Linked DNA regions of Rattus norvegicus: region 1 is linked to region 2. Evidence: chromatin contacts called from public Hi-C data. All regions are on one chromosome and are shown on one strand. The core of a region is the stretch at or near the end of the contact, and the rest is flanking DNA. Distances in the headings are between cores, read along the strand shown.

What was found. A called contact is a pair of places that touch in the nucleus more often than the background predicts.
Region 1: a Hi-C map of mammary epithelial cells shows a contact between it and region 2, with 4 times the contacts expected there. The contact joins two enhancer-like sites. A contact is called at or near these places in 8 of 12 Hi-C or Micro-C datasets (the A7r5 cell line, the Rat2 cell line, Schwann cells and 5 more).

The regions. Positions count from the first base shown.
Region 1 is chr7:101,069,280-101,072,003 of GRCr8, reverse strand. No RefSeq gene overlaps it. Among named protein-coding and RNA genes, the nearest start is that of St3gal1, 270 kb to the right of the region's middle. Within about 2 kb of position 1,258, at least 12 of the 93 cell types and tissues checked have an H3K27ac peak or open chromatin away from gene starts, as enhancers often do.
Region 2 is chr7:100,732,462-100,735,334 of GRCr8, reverse strand. St3gal1 (ST3 beta-galactoside alpha-2,3-sialyltransferase 1) reads left to right here. Exons shown (of 9, transcript NM_001013219.2): 9 at 1-1,035. Among named protein-coding and RNA genes, the nearest start is that of St3gal1, 68 kb to the left of the region's middle. Within about 2 kb of position 1,329, at least 8 of the 93 cell types and tissues checked have an H3K27ac peak or open chromatin away from gene starts, as enhancers often do.

The DNA of each region.
Region 1 (2,724 bases), core at 9-2,508, 340 kb before region 2:
AGTAAGTGCGCCTGAAACACACTAGTATTCTGCTCTTGTCTGTGGATGTGATATGGGCAGCTATTTGAAGTTCCTGCCTTGCTCACAATGATGGGCAACCTGGGATTGTAAGCTGAACCAAACCTCTTGTTCCCTAACTTGTTCTTTTTGTCTGGGTGGTTTGCCACAGCAACAGGAATGAACTAGAATAGATGGGAGCAGAGCAGGTCAGGCTGATGATCACCAAAACTGGTGAAAGACATCTGGTGATGGGGTCGTGGTCAGCCATAAGTTAAAACCAACCTTGGTTGACAATGACACTGTCCTTATATTCACACCTAAAAGTGGTCTACTGCCATTTCAGATTGCCAGATAAAGAAGCCATAGCAGAGAGGAACTGAATGCATTAGCTGAGAGGGCGGGGGGGGGGGGGAGTCTAAATTCCTCATTTTTAGAGCATTACTAAACAGGTTGAAATGCAGTTCCCTGAGATAGACTGGAACCAATTCCATAGGCAGGCAGAAGAATCCCTGGGTGAGGGGTGCTTCCAGACCCCTTCCTTCTGGCATGTAGGCAGGTATCTCATGCCTGAAGACATCTCATAACACAGATCTGTTAGATACACTGGGAGTTTCACTTCTGCATTAACATCAAAATCTCCCTGGAACAGTTACTAGGGCTATTCAATTTAAACAATGACCAGGATGGGTGGGGTCTTCCTGCTCAAAGCAGGCCACACCCTGCAGGCCCTGAAGTATTGTGCTCCTTAAGGTTCTGACCCCAGATACTTCTTCAAAGACTGAGTCTTACGCAGATTCTAGGATTCCAGAACAAAGCCAGAAACTCTCAAGAAGAAAGAGGTGTGGGTGGAGCTCTAGGCTAGTCTCTAATTCTTTGTTTTTCTTTCTTCTTTTTTTTTCTTTTTTTCAGAGCTGGGGACCGAACCCAGGGCCTTGCGCTTGCTAGGCAAGCACTCTACCACTGAGCTAAATCCCCAACCCCGCTAGTCTCTAATTCTTAAAGACACAGACACACATACACACACACACACACACACACACACACACACACACACTGCACATATGCATTGAGGTACATTATACTGTCATAAACTCATAAAGGAGAATGGAGGCATGACATTTGTATAGTGTCTCAAAAAATCATCTTTTACTATTGTCTTGTGTCAAGGTCATTTGCAGGGATACATGTTAGGTGAATAAAGATACTAAAGTGAACTGTATAAAGATATAATGGCATCATGACTGACGTTTCATCACCTTTGGGTGTTCTCTGGTTCAAAAGAAGGTCAGAAGCCACCACCACAGGATGTGAAAACCAGGACAAAGGTGTTGGAGTTACCTTAATGTTTGCCCGTCTCAGAAGCAAAGGAGGTATGTCTCTTGGGCTTCTAAGAAACAGAAATCGAGGGAAAGTTTAAGGAAGGAAAGAAGGAAGGAAGAGAGAGAGAGAAGAGACAAAGACAGAGTTACAGAGAGAGAAGGAGAGAGAGAAGGAGAGAGAGAGAGAGAGAGCGAGAGAGAGAGAGAGAGAGAGAGATTCATTTCTGATTTGACGTAAGGAGTTTCTTGTGTGCCTCTGAGAGCTAGAGTCTTAGGAGTTCAGACCGGTAGCTTCAGGTCTGGGAAAGTAGACAGTATAGCTCTGTTTTGAAGCCAGCAGGTCCAGAGAGAGCGTTGATCTCAGTTCATGTGCAAAAGCAGGAAAGACCAGAGCCTAAGATCAAGGCTATCCAGCAGGAGTAAATTGCACTTGCTCTCAGGGTATTCTGTTTTTGTTCTCTTAGGTCATAAACTGACTGAACAAGGTACTCCTATATGAGGGAGAGAGATGTCTGCCTCAATCCACCAACTCAAATGTAGTTTCCAGCCCAAATCATCCCCACATATCAGTGGTTCTAAACCTTCCTAATGTTGCCATGCATTAATGGAATTCCTCATGTTGTGCTGACCTCCAACCATAAAATTATTTTGTTGCTACTTCATAACTATACTTTTAGTATTGTCATGGATTGTAATGTAAATACCTGATATTCAGGACATCTGATATGTCACATATGTGACCCCTGTAGAGGGAATCACAATCCACACAGGTTGAAAACTCTTGCCATAGATAAGAATAACATGTGGTTAAATATCTGGGTTCCCTATGACCTGGTCAATTAGAAAGAGTTAAGCATCACAATGAGGTTTTCCACATAGAGGGGCAGCTTGGGAACAGTAGGAGCTGAGCCTTGATTGGGGGAAGCATGTGAATCAGCCACAGGCAATGAATAAGAAGACACTCACTCCAAAGTGCAGGAGGAGCCCGTGGAGAAAGAGCCTGCTCACACTGTCTACTATAGCACCCACATACTATTGATAGAGTCTCCAAGAATCTAACAGTGTTGTGGGAGGGCAAAAGTGTGTGCGTGTGTGTGTGTGTGTGTGTGTGTGTGTGTGTGTGTGTGTGTGTGTAAAACCTGAGTTCTGTACACAAAATTTAGTTTAGATTTTAAAACATCCCAAGAATTGGCTCTTCTAGAAAAGCAAAATTGGCTTGAGGATGGGTAAGCATAGAGAAAGCAATTCCTAAGTACATAAGTGGACAAGCAATAGTGTAAAAGGTTGGTGGCTGAGGGTAAGAGATTAATAATGATTACTGTCGTGCTTTAGAGGTAGTAGAACTGAAATTAATAACAAGGCAAGTTCCTGGATGTTTAATTAGTAAAGTGCCTGAGATAATTTG
Region 2 (2,873 bases), core at 80-2,579:
GGAGCTTGACGATCTGAAGGTCTAGAGACCAAAGGAGGGAGGATACAGTTGGTGTTGCAGTCTCCGCTGTGGCCACACGGGTCTGCTAAAGGCCCATCACACTTCCTGGGAATGTGGCCTCCCTGTCAGAGGTGGGAAGGCTTCACCTGTGCCTCTCAAAGTAGCTCCCAACATGCAGGGTGAGGGAGGCCCAGAGGATAGAGTGACAGCTGTATACCCTCAGAACCTGGCAGCTGGAGCCACAGGTGCCATCATAGTCAGGTGAGAAAGATTGGCTCCTAGGCAGCTCAGCCACCAAGGCCTGACTAGCCAATTTTCAGATAAGATCATCTCTCCTCTTTGTCACCCTCTCCTGTGCCCCAGGTGTTACCTAATACCTGGAAAAAGCAGGCATGGGGAAGAAAGCAAGCAGAGACCAGCAGAGCAGTGCCCCTAAGCCTTCTGCCTCAGAATATAGTAAATGCATCATCAGCCAGGCTAGGCCTGGAGCCTGCTTCTCCCTGCTGAACCCCATCCTTACCTCCCTAACCCTTCTGCTCATTTAGCTTGTTCCTTGACTCTTCCTGCCCAGAGTCTGCCTCATGGCAACAGCTTTAACCCTTTCTCCAGAGTCTAATCCGGATCTTGCACACCCTACTGGGTGAACATGGGTAACTCCTGCCTCCACCCCAGACCCTTGCACAATCACTTTAACTATTTCCCAAGAGCCTGATCAAACCACCCTAGTAGGTAGATGTGGGTCCCTCCTGCACCTCCAGGCACAATCAGTTTAGCCATTTCCCAAGTCTCCTTCAGAGCCAAAGTTTTCCAAGCACTTTCTGCCCAAAAGCTTTTCCTTCCTTGCCTCCTGTGGCCCAGCATTGCCCATTTAAACTTTGCTTTCTCCTGCCCACATCTTATCATCCTCCTGATTGGTCTGAACGCATTTCCAATGATGTTAGCAAATCTGCCTTCCTCAGCCACTGCTGTTTTATTTATTGTTGAATATTTCCAATGATTTGAATCAAAGTAAATAAAAAGAGTTATTTTATTGTTTGGGTGTGTTCAGAGCTCTGCTTGGGTGCAGTTTCTCTTCGAGGGTTCGGTTCAGTCCTGAAATGGCTGTATGCATCGTCTTCTAGGGTCTCCTGGGATGTTGCCCTCGCCATTGGAAGGGGGCTCAGGAGACAGTGTGGAGCCATTCCCTGTGGTGTGACCGTTGTGAGTTTCCTAACCTCCATGAATCTCTGCTCTTGTCCATCACGTGGACTTGACTTTGCTAATCTTCAGAGGAGCTTGAGATCAAAACAAAGCATCCCAGGAGGCCCAACTGGATACAGGGCCTGTGACTCCAATGTTTGCTTAGCTGAGGTCCAGTGTACACAGAGGAGATAGCCACACCCTGGGAGGAACACAGGCCAGCTCTGAATGACAGAAGCATTCTTACTTGAATTTTTAAAGAACTATTTCCAGAAGCCTTCGAATGGAACTTGGCCATGTGAACCTGGTATGTGCCTGTGATCCTTTCCTCACGATTGGTACAGCACTTTACAGTTTATATGCCACCTCGCTTGCTTGCCCTTGCTGGTCCAAGACAACATGTACAGATGTGGCCCTAAAGCCAGGCAATGTGGGGGGTACTGCCTGGCTGTGTGAGCCTGACCAGGTTGCTGAGTGGCCTGTGCCTGACCTCCATGGTAAATTTGGGATAGTGACACACCCATTAATTATTATTAATTTATTATTATGTTATTATTAATTTACTATTATTAATTCACATGCATTAAGCACTGAGTTAGCACAGGTAACAGGCTTAGCAAAGAACCCAGCACTGGGCAGAGGCACTTCAGAGGAAAGGTAGCCAGTATCCAGCCCTGTCTGACTTCACCCTCGCTCCCTGTCTCCATCCCTGCCTCCTATCCTCAGTGACAGGCTTTACCATGCATCTTCTCTGTGTGACTCATTCATCTCTAGACTCCCCTTTCTTCTATCACATCTGTTTCTTCACCACAGGTCAGGCGTGTTCATTTTCAAAGCACACAGAATATACATCCGAACTGCAAATACACAACACACTACACATACACAGTGTACACAGACACAACACATACTACATATACACCTATATATATACACCTGCGTATGTGTATATATATAAAACATACATATACATATAACATATCACACATATACACATATACTCAATCAACACAGATCACACACATAAAAAACATAAACACACATCCTAACACAATATGCACTCTACACATATACAGTACACCAAAACCAACACACGTACACACACACACACACACACACACACACACACACACACACACACACCAGACCCAGTTCCCTTATACCGGCTTACGGTTTCAGTCGCACAATGGACAAGCAGCCACATGGTGGCAGTATGCTGTAGTCAGTCCCTGAGGAACCATGCCTGCCTGCCTTCCTTTGTCCCCTGTATGTCTCCTCTTGCGCTGTCTCAGACCTGAGTTCCTGGAATGTACATTAGCCAAAAAGCAGTAAGAATGTAAAGACATTTCCTGGCACTTCTTGCCTATAGTGGCTTTTAGCAGCAGCCAGTCCTCGGGACATCCCATCTGACCACAGTGTCTGGGAGAATTCAGAGTCCTCGAGGCTGCTACTGTTTTTAATATAAGGTATTTCAGCATCAATGGATTTTGAAATCAAAAAACTAGAGCAAGTCCCCTGATATGCATGGATAACTGTGTCCTCAGAGGCCATCCCTTACTAAGTAGTAGTGGACTTTAGAGGCCCAGCACCCTGTACTAGGAGAGCTAAGGAGGAGCTGCTGGGGAGGGATTGCCCTCTGCTTCAGCCTCACTCACCACAGGTACCTCAGACGATGTGGTTCAGACACTCCTACC